Regions from separate parts of the Oryctolagus cuniculus genome. Here region 2 is linked to region 1. Evidence: chromatin contacts called from public Hi-C data. All regions are on one chromosome and are shown on one strand. Each heading gives the region's core, a stretch centred on a gene start, on an enhancer-like site or on the middle of the called end of the contact. The rest is flanking DNA. Distances are from core to core; before and after follow the strand shown.

Evidence for each region. Hi-C and Micro-C count contacts between places; a contact is called where the count stands out from the background.
Region 2: a contact with region 1 is called in a Hi-C map of psoas muscle, with 4 times the contacts expected there. The contact joins the promoter of TTLL4 here to the enhancer-like site in region 1. A contact is called at or near these places in 2 of 6 Hi-C or Micro-C datasets (ear pinna and psoas muscle).

What each region holds. Positions count from the first base shown.
Region 1 is chr3:20,607,395-20,614,212 of mOryCun1.1, reverse strand. PRKAG3 (protein kinase AMP-activated non-catalytic subunit gamma 3) reads right to left here and starts at 288. Exons shown (of 14, transcript XM_002712482.4): 1 at 207-288. The coding sequence starts at 239. Within about 2 kb of position 4,947, at least 2 of the 8 cell types and tissues checked have an H3K27ac peak or open chromatin away from gene starts, as enhancers often do. A contact at or near this core is called in ear pinna, where this site is marked.
Region 2 is chr3:20,736,220-20,743,738 of mOryCun1.1, reverse strand. It overlaps TTLL4 (tubulin tyrosine ligase like 4), which reads left to right and starts at 4,302. Exons shown (of 20, transcript XM_017343131.3): 1 at 4,302-4,458.

The DNA.
Region 1 (6,818 bases), core at 3,698-6,197:
CACAAGCACACGCAGCCACACACGCACAGCCAGAGGCCATGGAACACACAGACACACACATCCGGCCACTCCTGGACCCTGGCAGAGCCACCAGGCACCTCCTGGCCTGCGCACGCACACACACACACACAGAGAAAAGCCAGGCCAGACACACAGGGGCGGCCGCACGCACAGGCGCCCACCGTGGAACCCCTGGGACCCCGTACCCTGCGCAGAGCGGGCTCCAGCTCCGGCTCCATGCGGCCAGCCCCGAGCACGGAGAGCGAGTGCGCGGCACTGTGGCTGGGCGGTACTATTCTGGGCCTGGCTCCTGGCCCTCAGCCCGGCCCGGATCGGGTTCTCTCTGATTGGGTGTCCGGCCGCGGGGAGGGAGGTGTCAGCCCCACTCAGCTGCTGCAGCTCCGCAGCCTACAGGGTGGGCGGGTGCGGAGGGAAGGGGTGCACCTGGGAATCCTGATTGATGCCTGCCCCTCGCAGAGAGCCTGCTAGAGAGACCCTGCTGTGGAGGGAGGTGGCTTGGCGTGCTGTGGGGTTGTGGGCGCTGGGAGGAGGCCCTCTCCCACCTTCGCTGGGGCGGGCGGGGAAGTGGAGGTGGTTGAGTTCCATTTGCTCCCCTGTGTGTGGTTCAACCAGGCTGGTGCTGAAGTTAGGACAATTGCAGGGACAACTGGAGACAAGGCCAGACGGGGGCTGGGAGGGTGGGGCTGGGAGAGCCGGCAGTGTCTCCATTGGCATCCCGAGAGTGTGTCCCTGTCTCGGAGGTGGAGAGCTGGCGGCGGGGGGGGAGGGGGAGGGGGCTCTGGGCCTGCACCTGTCCACAGTGGAAGAGGCACCTGTGTCTCTGTGGCTGGGAGGCGTGCCCAGCTGTGCAGGAGCCCCAGCCCCCAGCGGCCTGGGCGGATGGCTCCTACATCCCCTGGTGCCAGTGGGATCCCAGCCTGGCTCTGGTGGCTGCCCGCCCCCTTCCTTGGCATTCCTGGGGCCTGAGTCAGTGTCCAAATGGGGACTGCTGACCCAGCTGCTCTGGCTCCGCTGCCCCGCCCCTCCCCTCCTCGCCTCCTTCCAGCTCCTGCCACCCCAGCCAGGTTTCGCCGGGTTCTTGCTGAATGTATTGAGCAGATTTCCCATCATCCCTCAATGCGCCTGGGCTGCCTGGGGGCCAGGGTGGGGCGTGGAGGAGAACGGAGAAGGAGGGCACTGTGCCTTCTCATGCCTGTTGCGGCTGGGATAGGATCTCTGTGGCCTGTCCCTGTCTGGCCCCGGATGATGGAACTTCCAAAGCAGAGTTCGTGGGGACAGATCAGACAGTGGGAAGGCCAGGGGACCACCCTGGGGGTCATGATGGAGAGGACCTGGAAAGCCCCCACTCCCAGCTCCCAGCCCGCCCCCTTAGGCCCTGGGCCCCCTCCATAGCCAACCAGATACAGAACAGGCGTGGTGCACACAATTGCCTTTCCCTGCTGTATTCCATTCTCTCTGCTCCACGCTGCAGGGCCAGTAGCAGGCCCTCCTCTTTCAGGAAGTCTTCCCGGATTGCATCTCTCCAACTGCACTGATAGTGCCCATCTCTGTGGAGAGCCAGGCAGCATTTATGTGGCCAGAATATGTTGACTAGCTGTGATGAAAAGCCAGACTTGAGAGCAGACAGACCCAGTGGAAGCAGTTTCCCTGTGTGCTTGCCACACAGCCTTGGAAAGTGTTTGTTTTCTCTGAGCCTGTTTCCTGGAGCACGTTATGAGGTTGCAGACATTCCGTGAGGGAGACTGCCAGTCGCCCTCCAATGCCGTTTTTCTTTGCTTCCTTTAGTAACAGAATTGTGTGACTTTTAGCTGGAATCATTCCCCATAAAAAGACTTAGCTCCCCAACCTGCCTTGCAGCAAAACGTGCTCGTGCAGCCAAGTGTGGCCTATGTGATGTGAGTAGAAGGGGTGGAAGCAATTTCCAGGTCAGGCCTGAAGCAAAAGAGGCATGAGTTACCCTCTCCCTTTTCCCTTTCTGGTGGTTGGAATGCGAATGTGATGGCAGGAGCTAAGGCATCTACCTTGTACGCAAGTTGGAAAACATTTGTGAAGGGTTCCTGAGTCAGTCTCCCAGCTTTACAGTCTACAGACTATTATGTAAAAGACAAATCAGCTTTCTTCTGTGTTTACAGAAAGCTTTTACTTAATAAATATACATCTCACAGGTACAGCTTTTGGAATATAGGAGTTCTTCTCCCCATAACCACCCTCCCACCCCCAAACTGTCCCACCTCCTACTCCCTCTCCAATCCCATTCTTCATTAAGGTCCATTTTTAATTATCTTTATATACAGAAGAACAGCTCTATACTAAGTAAAGATTTCAACAGATCGCACCCACACAGACACACAAAGTATAGAGTACTGTTTGAAGTCTAGTTTTACTGTTAATTCTCATAGTACAACACACTAAGGACAGAGATCCTACACGGGGAGCAGGTACACAGTGACTCCTGTTGTTGATTTAACAATTGACACTCTTGTTTATGGCATCAGTAATCACCCGAGGCTCTTGTCATGAGCTGCCAAGGCTGTGGAAGCCTCTTGAGTTCACAAGCTCCGACCTTATTTAGACAAGGTCATAGTCAAAGTGGAAGTTCTCCCTTCAGAGAAAGGCACCTCCTCCTTTGATGGCCCATTCTTTCTGCTAGGATCCCACTCGCAGAGATCTTTCGTGTAGGTCCTTTGTTGCCACAGTGCCTTGGCTCTCCATGCCTGCAGTGAGAAGTTTTCTTCTCGAAGACATCTTTAAACCGCGCCTTTGGTTCGGCAGTCACACCCATCTCCTAACACATGCAGGATGCCGCATCTGAAGTGGTGCTACATGGAGAGCCTGAAACAGTGACCCTGCTTTAGAGACTGGAGAGCAGAGAGCGGGGAGTAAGAAGCGAGTGTTGCTTTGTTTCAGGAACACAGCACTCACGGAAACTGGCCGGAGAGCCGCAGGCCGTTGGTGTGTGCTGGCTGCTGCCTGGTTCGGCCAGCCAAGTCCTACAAGCTGGAGGCACGGGGCTCGGTTAGAAGAGGTGGTTTAGGGGTCAGTGCGGTGGCACAGCAGGTTAAGCCGCCACCTGCGACACCAGACGCCAGCGTCCCGTGTGCTCCACCTCCAGTCCAGCTCCCTCTGAACGCCCCTGGGAAAGCAGCAGAGGATGGTCCAAGTGTTTGGGTCCCTGTACCCATGCGGAAGACCTGGATGGAGGTCCAGACTCCTGGCTTCGGCCTGGCCCATTTGTTGGGCCATTTGGGGAGTGAACCAGTGAATTGGAAAATAAATAAACCTTAAATTTTTTTTTTCCAAAATTTGAGAGGCAGGGATGGAAACAGCCACAGAGAGACACAGAAAGACCACCATGGCCAGGTTGGGGGCGGAAGCTGGGGGCCAGGAACTCAAGCTGGGTCTCCCACGTGGGTGGCAGGAACCCAACTACTTGAGCAACCACCAGTGCCTCCCAGGTCTGCATTAGCAGGAAGCTGGAGTCAGGATCCGGGGCTGGGACTCGAACCCGGGCACTGCATTGCAGGATGTGGACGACTTAAAGGCAGGCTGACTGCCCCATGTCTCGAGTTCTCGTGTGTAATCAACCCACTCTCACGACAATGAACCCATTTCCCGTGATAAGGACCTGCTCCGTCATGGTTACTTGGATCCATTTGTGAAGGCAGACACCCGTACCACGTCACCTCTGCAAGGACCCATCTCCCAACTCTGTGGCTTTGGGGACAAGCTTTTGACATAAGAACTTACAAACCCTAGCACTCCCCTACTCCCACTCTGCTTTGCCCACCTAGCCTGTATTGCTAAGGGAAATCAACCTCTGGGACTGGTGCTGTGGCATAGCGGGTAAAGCTGTCTCCTGCAGTGCCGGCATCCCATATGGGTGCCAGTTCGAGTCCCAGCTGCTCCACTCCGATCCAGCTCTCTGCTGTGGCCTGGGAAAGCAGTAGAAGATGGCCCAAGTCCTTGGACCCCTGCACTCGTGTGGGAGACCTGGAAGAAGCTCCTGGCTCCTGGCTTCGGATTGGCACAGCTCTGGCCATTGTGGCCAACTGGGGAGTGAAGCAGCAGATGGAAGACCTCTCTCTTTCTCTCTACCTCTCCTCCTCTCTCTGTGTAACTCTTTCAAATACATAAATAAATCTTAAAAAAAAAAATCAGCCTCTGTCTCATCTAGCCTCTCTTCATTCACACATCCACTTTGCGCTGTGCAAATGAAGACCCTTCGTGTCTATGCAGCACGTGGCATTGAGTAGACGCCGTGCACACCACGTTCCATGCGATACCCCACTCGATCCCTTGCAACCCTAGGACGTAAATATTTTTCTTACTGCAGTGATACAGATGAGAAGACCGAGGCATAAATAGAGTAAGTAATTTGATCAAAATCTCAAAGCTAGGGAGATGGAGCAAGCATTAACCCCGGGCTGCCTGGACTGCCTGGTGCCCACAACTTAACCGCTCGGCTTTATGGAAAGCACAGATCATGCAAAAAATATATGTGCTCAGTAAGTGGTTACTATTATTATTACCTGGCCACCTGCTTCCAGTGTTGCTACACCTCCAGCCGCGTAGGTTGTCCTCAAGTTCAGGGTCTGGAAGGACTTGGGCTGGGGGCTGACAGTGGCGCTGCTCTACACTGAGACCCCCCCCCCCCGCCCCGCGCGCCCCGATTTTCCAGTTCCGGCCCTGCCCTGTGTTGTCCTTTGATTCTTGGAATTCCCCTCCTGCTCTCGCCGCCAGCCGGGCCCCCACCCAGCCCCTTTGGCAAGGCAAGAATCAACAGACGCAACTGGCCACAGCCGGGTAACCAATCCTCCGTGGGTGATTGATTTTCGCCTGTGGCCGTGCGATCGTATTTCCTGAAGGCTGTGTAATCGGGGCCCTGCATCCTGACCCCACGGCGGGATTGGCTGCCGCCTCCGGGGAGCTGATTTGCCTGGGACATCGAGTTGGGGATCCTGTTTAGGTGTTATTTTTATATCAGACGGAGAAAAACAGCTTGCAGAGGCCAAGGGAGCCGCCTGGAGGGGACCCATAGCTGATAAATCATAAGCGAAGTCTCGCGTGCCAGAGAAGCTGGGAGGCGGCGAGCGCAAGTCTTCCTGTCTGTCACCCAGATGCCTCGGCTCCCGCCCTGTCTGTGCGCGGCTGCGCAGAGCTGCGCCGGGGCCAGCGTCTCCAGGACCTGGACAGAACCCACAGCCGGTTAATGCAGTCTTGTCTGCCCCGAGCCCTGCTCCACCGGTTTCCGTTCTGTGGGCTGGGGTGGGGGTGGGGAGTCGTATGGGCAGAAGTTGATTTGCTCCCCCAGGATCCCTTTACTCTTCTTTGGGGGGAAGCTCCTAGGTTTCCCTTTTAGGGAACCACGATTTGGAGCAAGTGCTGTGGGAAGGAGTTCCGTGGGGGGTTCCAGGAGGTATTCCTCTGGTTCAGACTGAGCCAGTGAGCACAGCAAGTGCCCCTGGTTACAGTGAGGGGGAGGGGCATTGGCAGAATCAGTCCACCCAGGGCAAGTCCCGAGATGTTTGCTACCAGGAACTCCTTCGCACTGGAACGGGAGCTGTGAGGATGTAGGTGTGGAGATTCTAGGGGTTACCGTGCGGAGTGGGGCAACCTGAGGACGAAGCCAACACAGAGGGCAAAGAGCCATGGTGAAAAAGACCGGGTCCTCCTGCCATTCACTGCAGTCCTGGGTCACACTGTACCTGAAGACCTCCCACCGGGGTTCTCAGTTCAGGAACCCACAGAATCTTCTCGTTTAGTGCTGTTTGAATTGGGACGTATGTCACCTGCAGCTCAAAGAGTTCTCATTGATATCAGAGTTAACAGAGGCCTGGGCACCTGCACAGGCTCTGGGGACGTGGGGTGTGAATTCAGCCACAGCAAGGTCTCAAGATATAGGGGGCATTTGAAAAACAATTCAAAGGGTGAGCATTAATTATTTTTAGAGATCTTATTTATTTATTTGAGAGGTAGAGTTACAGACAGAGAGAGGGAGAGACAGAGAAAAAGGAGAGTGAGCATTTTGATACAGCAGTAAAGACCCTGTTTGGGATGCCCGCATCTCCTATCAGACTGCCTGGGTTTGCGTCTCAGCTCTGCTCGCCCATTCCACCTTTCTGCCAATGTGCACCTCGGGAAGCAGAAGTTGGTCAAGTCTTGAGACCCCGCGACTCACATGGGAGACCCTGGATTGAGTTCCAGGTTCCTGGCTTTGGCCTGGCCCGCCCTGGCTTGTTATCAGCAACTGGGGAGAACAACCAGCAGATGGAAGATCTCTCTCTTTCTGCCTTTCAAATACAACATGAAAAAGGAAAGGCAATTAGCGTAAACCAAGGGGGCGGGGGCGGTGCTGCTCAGTGAAAATGGCGGACGAGACTGGGGCTAGGTTTTCTGGGAGGCTTCCTAGGAAGCCAAGTCTGGAAATCACCAGCAGGGAGTCCTTGAGCCCCGGCATGTGCCAGCACCGGGACCAGCAGCCTACGTTGAAATGAAAGCCGGTCGAGGAGGGGAGGGGAGGCTTTCCCTGTTCATCGCCTCCAGCAGGAAGTGGTGCACCTGCTGCCGGGTTTTCCGTTTCAAGGGTGGCGCCTTCCGGGAGGGAAAAGAGTACCGTGCAAGATTGGGACACTGCGGCGGGCCACTCCGTCAGCAAACACCTCTGTCCTTCCGCTGCCACAGCCGCAGGCCGGGGTACTCAGAGAGGTCCCTCCAGGGTTCCTCACGGTGGCAAAAAGAAGGTGTGGCTGCACCCCTCCAGGACCCATGAAGTTGCCATGCCAACTCCCTGCAGAGGC
Region 2 (7,519 bases), core at 3,053-5,552, 130 kb before region 1:
AATTTTGCCCCCAAATAAACTTAACTTTCAATTCCATGTTCCATAGGTATTTGAAAATACCCTGGCACTGCAGAGCCTACAGCTTGACTCACTGGATGGCTGAGGACAAGCGTCTAGGCTCTGGTCGCTCATCTGTTAAGTGGGGGAGACTTCTTTCTGTTCTCCCTTGAGTTCTAGTTATGTTTTTAAAAGATTTACTTATTTTATTTGAAAGGTAGAGTTAGAGGGAGAGGCAGAGAAAGAGAGAGAGGGAGGGAGGGAGGTTGGTCTTCTCTCTGCTGCTTCACTCCCCAGATGGCTACAACGGCCAGAGCTGCGCCGGTCTGAAGCCAAAAGCCAGGAGTTTCTTTCGGGTCTCCCATGTGGGTGCAGGGGCCCAAGCACTTGGGCCACCTTCTGCTTTCCCAGGCCATAGCAGAGGACCTGGATCGGATGTGGAGCATCTGGGACTCGAACCAGCACGCATATGGGACGCCAGCACTGCAGGTGGCAGCTTTAACTGCTACGCCTCAGCGTCAGCCTCAAGTTCTAGTTATTTTACAAATGAAAGATGAATAAGGTGCACTTTTTTTTTGATAAGGGATTTTATTTAGTCCTCACCTTCATTGTTCCATGTGTTTACAAAAATAACATTTTTTTCTAGGGACTATCATTTCCTGCTATACGTAGTATTTGAATTCAACGTATTTGTAAAATGTTTATTTTCATCCACTTGAAAGGGAGAGCAACAAAAATAAAGAGACAGAGACAGAGAGCTCTTCCATCTGTTGATTCCCTCCTCAGATGCCTGCAGGATCCAGGACTGGGCCAGGCTGAAGCCAGGAGCCTGGAGCTCCATCCGTGCCCCCCACACGGTTGGCAGGGACCCAAGCACTTGATCTGCCACCTGCCTCCGAGGATGCATTAGCATCAAGCTAAATCAGAGGCGGAGGTGCTGGGGCTTGAACCAACATTCTGATATGGGATGTAGGTGTCCCAAGCAGTGGCTTAACCCGTCGCATTACAACGATTGCCCCTACTTTTTATTTATTGGGAAGGCAGAGCTATAGACAGGGGTGGGGGTGGAGAGAGATACCTTCCATCCGCTGGTTCACTTTTCAAATGAACTGGGTCAGGCTGTAGCTGGGAACAGGGAACCATCTGGGTCTCCCATGTGGGTGGCAAGGATCCAAGTACTTGAGCCGTTACCTGCTGCCTTCCAGGGTGCAGACACCAGGAAGCTGGAATCAAGTGGAGAGAGGACCTGAACCCAGGTCCTCTGATATGAGATGTGGGCATCCAAATGGTGTCTTAACTACTGTGCCAAACATCCACCCTGAATTCAAGGTATATATCTATATCTATCTATCTATCTATACATATACCTATGTGTGTGTGTGTGTGTGTATGTATATATGTAAGAATGTATGTATGTATGTATGTATACATATGTATATATGTAAGAATCTTCCATCTGCTGGTTCACTCCCCAAGTGGCCACAACAGCCAGGACTGGGTCAGACTGAAGCCAGGAACCAGGGGCTTTTTCCAGGTCTCCCACGTAGGTGCAGTATTCCAAGTACTTAGGCCTTTCTCCACTTTTCCCAGGCACATTAGCAGGGAGCTGGATCCAAAGTGGAGCATCTGGGGCTTGAACTGGTGCCCACATGGGATGCTTGTGTCACAGGTAGCAGCTTACCACGCTACACCACAACACTGGCACTCAAGATATATTTAATGAATCCTTTCTTATGTGTCAGATACTGTTCTAGGCACTGGAGATTAAAAAAAATACCTGTCTGTTATAAGAGTTTCCATTCTGGTGGAGGGAGGTAGTGAATATAATAAAATAAGTGAATTATATATAGTAAGTAGGAAAGTGTTACAAGCTCTGGAGAAAGATACAGCGGTGAAAAGGGGTCGAGGAGGGCTGGGTTGGTCAGGATAGGCCTCTTGGGAAGGTGAAATTGAGCAAGGACTGGAGGAGGTGAGGGAATGGGTGTGCAGAGAAAGTGATCGCTTTCGAGGGACTGAGATGGAGAGGTGCCTGGTGCACTTGAGCAGCTAAGAGGAGCCAGCTTGGATGGAGTAAGGTAAGGAGGGGGAGCGTAGTAGGACATGAGGCCAGGAAGGCCATGGCGAGGTCAGGTGTTGACTTTGTAGACCTGGGTGAAGGCGTGGGGTTTTACTCTGAATACAGCAGGGATCTGTTGGAGGATTTGCTCAGGGAGGTGACGGGATCTGTATGTGCTGAAAGGATCACACTTCGTTCTGTTTGCAAATGTGTTGTGGGTCAAGGTGGGTAGAATCGAGGGGAGAGAGAATGGTATTTTGGACTCAGGTGGTACCAGTGGGGTGGTAAGAAGCCATATTTTGAATGTTTTAAACATGGAGCTAACAGTTCTTAACTGACCGTGTGACCAGAAAAGGAGTCAGACATGGCTAAGAGTTTTGGCCCAAGCTACTGGAAGGATGGGATTCCCATGAACTGAATGGGGAAGACCAATGGAGGGGTAACGATAAGAAGATTCACATTCAGTTGTGGTTTAAGATTTATTTTATTTATCTGAAAGGCACAGTTAGGAAGTGAGGGAGAGAGACAGAGAGAAAGAGCTATTCCATTTGCTGGTTCACTCTCCAAATGGCCACAGCAGCCTGGGGCTGGGCCAGATCTAAGCCAGGAGCTCAGAGCTGCTTCTGGGTCTCCCACATGAGTACAGTGGCCCAAGCACTTGGGTCATCCTCTGCTGCTTTCCCAGGCACATTAGCAGAGAGCTGAATCAGAGTGGAGCAGCCAGGACTTGAACCAGCACCCATGTGGGATTCTGGCACTGCAGGCAGAGGCTTAACCTTGTACATCACAGCGCTGGTCCCCAAATATATAAATCTTAAGAAAAAAAAAAAAGGAAAAAGAACTAAAGACCTGAATCTGGCTAAAGCCAAATTAGGGATTTTGGATGTAACCAATGATTCTTGTCCTCATTTTCACCTTTCTTTCATAGAAAGCTTGAAGCTCCCTTATAAGAATGAGAAATCTCCATCCTAAATTTGGCATGAAATACATGAACATATATGGTAACTTGGAGGACATGCATGCCTTTTTTGAATATGCATATCCCTTCCTAGGACTTCCCCAAAATGAATATGTGTAACTTCTCTAAAGGCTAAGTATAAAGCTGGCACTGTGGCATAGTGGGTAAAGCCACCGCCTGCAGCACTGGTATCCCATATAGGCCCCTGTTTGAGTCCAGGCTGCTCTGCTTTCAATCCAGCTCCCTGCTAATGTGCCTGGGAAAGCAGTGGAAGATGGCCCAAGTGCTTGGGCCTCTTGTACCTACATAGGAGGCCTGGTCCAACTCTGGCCATTGCAGCCATCTGGGGAGTGAACTAGTGGATGGAAGGTCTCTCTGTCTCTCCCTGTCTCTCTAACTGAATTTCCAACAAATAAATATTTTTTTTTTAAGCAAACTATAAAAATTGTAACTGATGGCTGTTTGGGGTCCTGGCTTTGGTCTTGAGATCACCTTGCCCCTTGGCTTGACTGCCCCAAATATATTCCCTTCTACAACGTTTCCTGCGTGTTTACATCAGTGCACGTGCTAGATGTAAACACACAGATCTGCCGCATTACCTACGTGATGGAAGACATCCTCCCAATCACTTGTAGTGTAACATCCGACTATGCCTTGTCTAGGTCATTTGTTGACTTACTGTCCAGATTGTTTTCATCAGGTTCGTCTTACCTTCGACTGCCACCACCCTCCTCCCCCCAGCTTTCTAAGTCTGCAAATCCATCCGGTCTAGGGAAAGGGAGACCCGGGGCACATTTGTCTTGCTTGGGGAGACAATGAAATAATGAGTGGGGTTCGTATTTCCTAACGTTCACACTTGAAGCCATAAAGAAAGCAGGCGTTGTGGTGTGCACCACCAGGTAGGTTGGAGGGAGGCAGAGTGGATGGGATCGCGCTCCCCACCCTTTCCTGGGCTCAAACTCAAGGCTTTTACTGTAAGTTCTTTAATAGAGCTCGGCAGAAGAGCGAACTGAGGCTCGGCCAAAGGCAAGGTCCACAAGGATTAGGTGGAATCAGGGTAGGAAGGGAGAATTCTGGATTCCTAGAACGGAGCCTTTCAGAGCTTTCACCACAGGACTACATCTCCCAGAATTCCGCTCGCCGAGCCCCACAGCCCGCAAGGGACTGCGCGTGCTCGCGGCCGATGACTCCCCACCCTCCCAGGCCCCACAACCCCCGAGATTCCGCGCGCTCGCCTCGCGCCCGCCCCGCCCCGCCCAGGCCTCGGTCTGTCCGCTGGGGGCGCGCGAAGTGCGTGGCGGGCGGCAGCGGCGACGGCGGCTGAGTGCGCGGGTCGCGTGGCGATGCGTGGTTGCTAGGGGCGCCTGAGGCCGCCAGCTCGCCCTGCAGGCCGAGGGAGGAGGAGCGCGGAGCCGGCGCCGAGCCCAGGCGAAGCTGGATCCCTTAGGTGAGTGTGGCGGCGGAGCTGGCCGCACCGGCCCCAGCCCCTCCGCCGGCCCGGCACCCCCTTTCCGTCCCTCCGCCCGGCGGGCCCATCGGCGCCGGTCCGCGGCTCTGGGACCGCTCCCACCCCGGTCCCGCTCCCGGCCCGCCAACTCTCCACCCCCCAGCTCCGCGGCGAGGGGCCGCGGCCTGCCCCCGCCGGGACTTCTCCCCCCGACTCCGCCACGCCCGGGGAACTTAGTTGGCCACGCTCTGGGTGCCCGAAGCACCCTGCTGCACCCCTCGCCCTGGCCCGGTGCCGCCGCTTTCCCGCCGCGCTGCGGTTGAAACTCCACCTGGGCGGGAGCCCTAGCTGCTCTCGGGTTTCGGAGCCGAACGGGGATGCCTACTTCTTGACTTCCCACCCCGAGTATCTATGGAGAAACCCTTTCCTAAGCTGCAGATTGAAACCGGGCCGGCCCCCTCCATTCATTCCTTCACGTCTGCAGGAAGCAGTTTTTAATCAGCGTGGGCAGGTATTTAATGAGCCCGGGTACTGTGAAAGGGGCTGAGGCCGGGCGGGGTTTCGTTGGCAACCAGGCAAGTGTGTTTCACGGAGCTAATACGCCAGCGGGGGCTTTTAGCCAGTGAGCAAGCAGTGTGCCGGGAGAGGTGCTGGACCTGGACTTCCTTGGAAGGGTACTTTGTGCTCATTCCCGTTCTGGGTTTAGGAAGTATTTTAGCCCTGCCTTTATGGAGGCATCCGGCTTTCTCTCAGATACTGCCAATCACGTCGTGTTTAACTTCCAGCACCTGTGGATTCAGCCAATCAGTAAGCATCTGGGAGATCCTTTGGGGCAGTGTTGCATTCCACCCTAACATTTCTTGCAATAAATACTCAGGCATTGCATAAAAACCACCTGTTTGGTGCCCAGAGCGTTCCCAGCTGCTTACTGATTGGTCTGAACCGGCTTTGAAAAGTTATCAGTTGTTTTCTTTCTGGGAATAAAGTGGTGTGAGGGCCTTGCAGATACAGAATAACTCTAGGAAAGACAGTAAGAGAAATGGATACAGTTTGACAGAGCTAAGCAGGGTTCCGAGGGAGCCATCCAATGGCTAAGATGGAGAGGGAAGTTGACAGGACCACGGGAGGACTTGTGTGCTTTGCTGGGTTAGAACTGCATCTGCTGGAGCACGGGTGTTCAAGCCGGTGTAATCAGGGCCCAAGGTTTCTGGGGATGCACCTGCACCTGTAGCTTTAGATTAGTACATTTCCAGATCCTCAGCTTCCAAGTGACCTCTTCTAAACTGCCCTTAGGAAGAAAAGGGGGTGGGGGGAGCATCAGCTCTCGCACTGCCAAGATAAGGGATACTTTGGAAATACTGATTTCAGGGAAGCCTCCCTTGCTGGTTAACTACCTCACAAACCCAGAAGGCTTCCCTCTCCCTGCCTAATGTGTGTAGCTGTCAGTGTGAAGCTTGGTCCTGATTGGGATGTTCTGAATTCAGAACACAGTAGTCAGTTAACCGTAACATGTCTTTGGATCATGCGTTTTTTTAGAACTAAAAGCTTAGATAAGTTAGATAAAACTTGCATGAAGGTTTTTTTTTTTTTTTTTAAGAGATTTAGTTTAGGTGTATGTTACATTTATTTATTTTTAAACTGTAGTCACAACACTTTATTATTTATTTGGTAGGCAGAGATACAGAGAGGCAGAGAGGTATCTTCCATCTGCTGGTTCACTCCCCAAATGGTTGCAACGGCCGGAGCTGAAGCCAGGAGCTTCTTTTGGGTCTTCCACGTAGGTGCAGGGGCCCAAGGACTTGGACCATCTTCCACTGCTTTCCCAGGCCATAGCAGAGAGCTGGATTGGAAGTGGAGCAGCTGGGACTCAAACTGGCGCCCATATGGGATGCTGGCACTGCAGGCAGGGACATTAATCTACTACTCCACAGCGCTGGCCCCGGTGTGTGTTTAATAAGGTAGTTAAAGACTTAATAAAGGCCGGCGCCGCGGCTCACTAGGCTAATCCTCCGCCTTGCGGCGCCGGCACACCGGGTTCTAGTCCCGGTCGGGGCGCCGGATTCTGTCCCAGTTGCCCCTCTTCCAGGCCAGCTCTCTGCTATGGTCCGGGAGTGCAGTGGAGGATGGCCCAGGTCCTTGGGCCCTGCACCCGCATGGGAGACCAGGAAAAGCACCTGGCTCCTGCCATCAGATCAGCGCGATGTGCCGGCCGCAGCGCACCAGCCGCGGTGGCCATTGGAGGGTGAACCAACAGCAAAGGAAAGACCTTTCTCTCTGTCTCTCTCTCTCACTGTCCACTCTGCCTGTCAAAAATTAAAAAAAAAAAAAAAAAAGACTTAATAAGATAGTTAAAAGCATTTTATCAAATCATGTGATCAAATATTTATTCCAATTATAATTACTCCATTTCTTTATTTTGTAAGTAAAATGGTTACTATTTTCTACCTCCTAACCAAAAAATAAGCTTTACACTTATTTTTAACGTTTTAGTTGTTAACTTCAAGATGTGTAAAGAGTATATGAGTATGGTTTTTAAAATTTTGGGCTACATGAGTAAAACCGTTTGAGGAGTGTGTTCCGGGAGGAAGATAGAAGGCAGTAGGACGTAGCATCTGGTTTCTGTTTGAGATTACCATAGTGTCCGTGTGTAGATAGAATAGGAGAGATTTTAGGTCAGAAGTGGGGAGCGAATGAGAAAAGTTACAGTGGTGAAGACTTTGTGGCTGCTGCAGCAGGAATGGGGCGGTTTAGAGAGAGATTCACAATGGCAGGATTGGCAGCACCTAATGGGGACCGTGGGCAAGGAGCAGTGTGGCATGATCCTAGCGTGCTGACTTCCGTGAGGCAGGCGGTGGAAGGACAGGCAGCCTGAGGGAAAGATTACAGGAGTGACATTTGGACGTGCTGCGAGTGGGTGGGGGAGCCCTGGCACTCACGACAAGGGTCTGGATGATGATGGTGATGAGGATGTAGGAGGTAGCTGGTTGTTGAAGTCGTGGGATTAGAAGAGGTTGCTCTGGGAAAGTGTGAAGCTGTTGATTGCAGCTGCCATTGTTGAGTG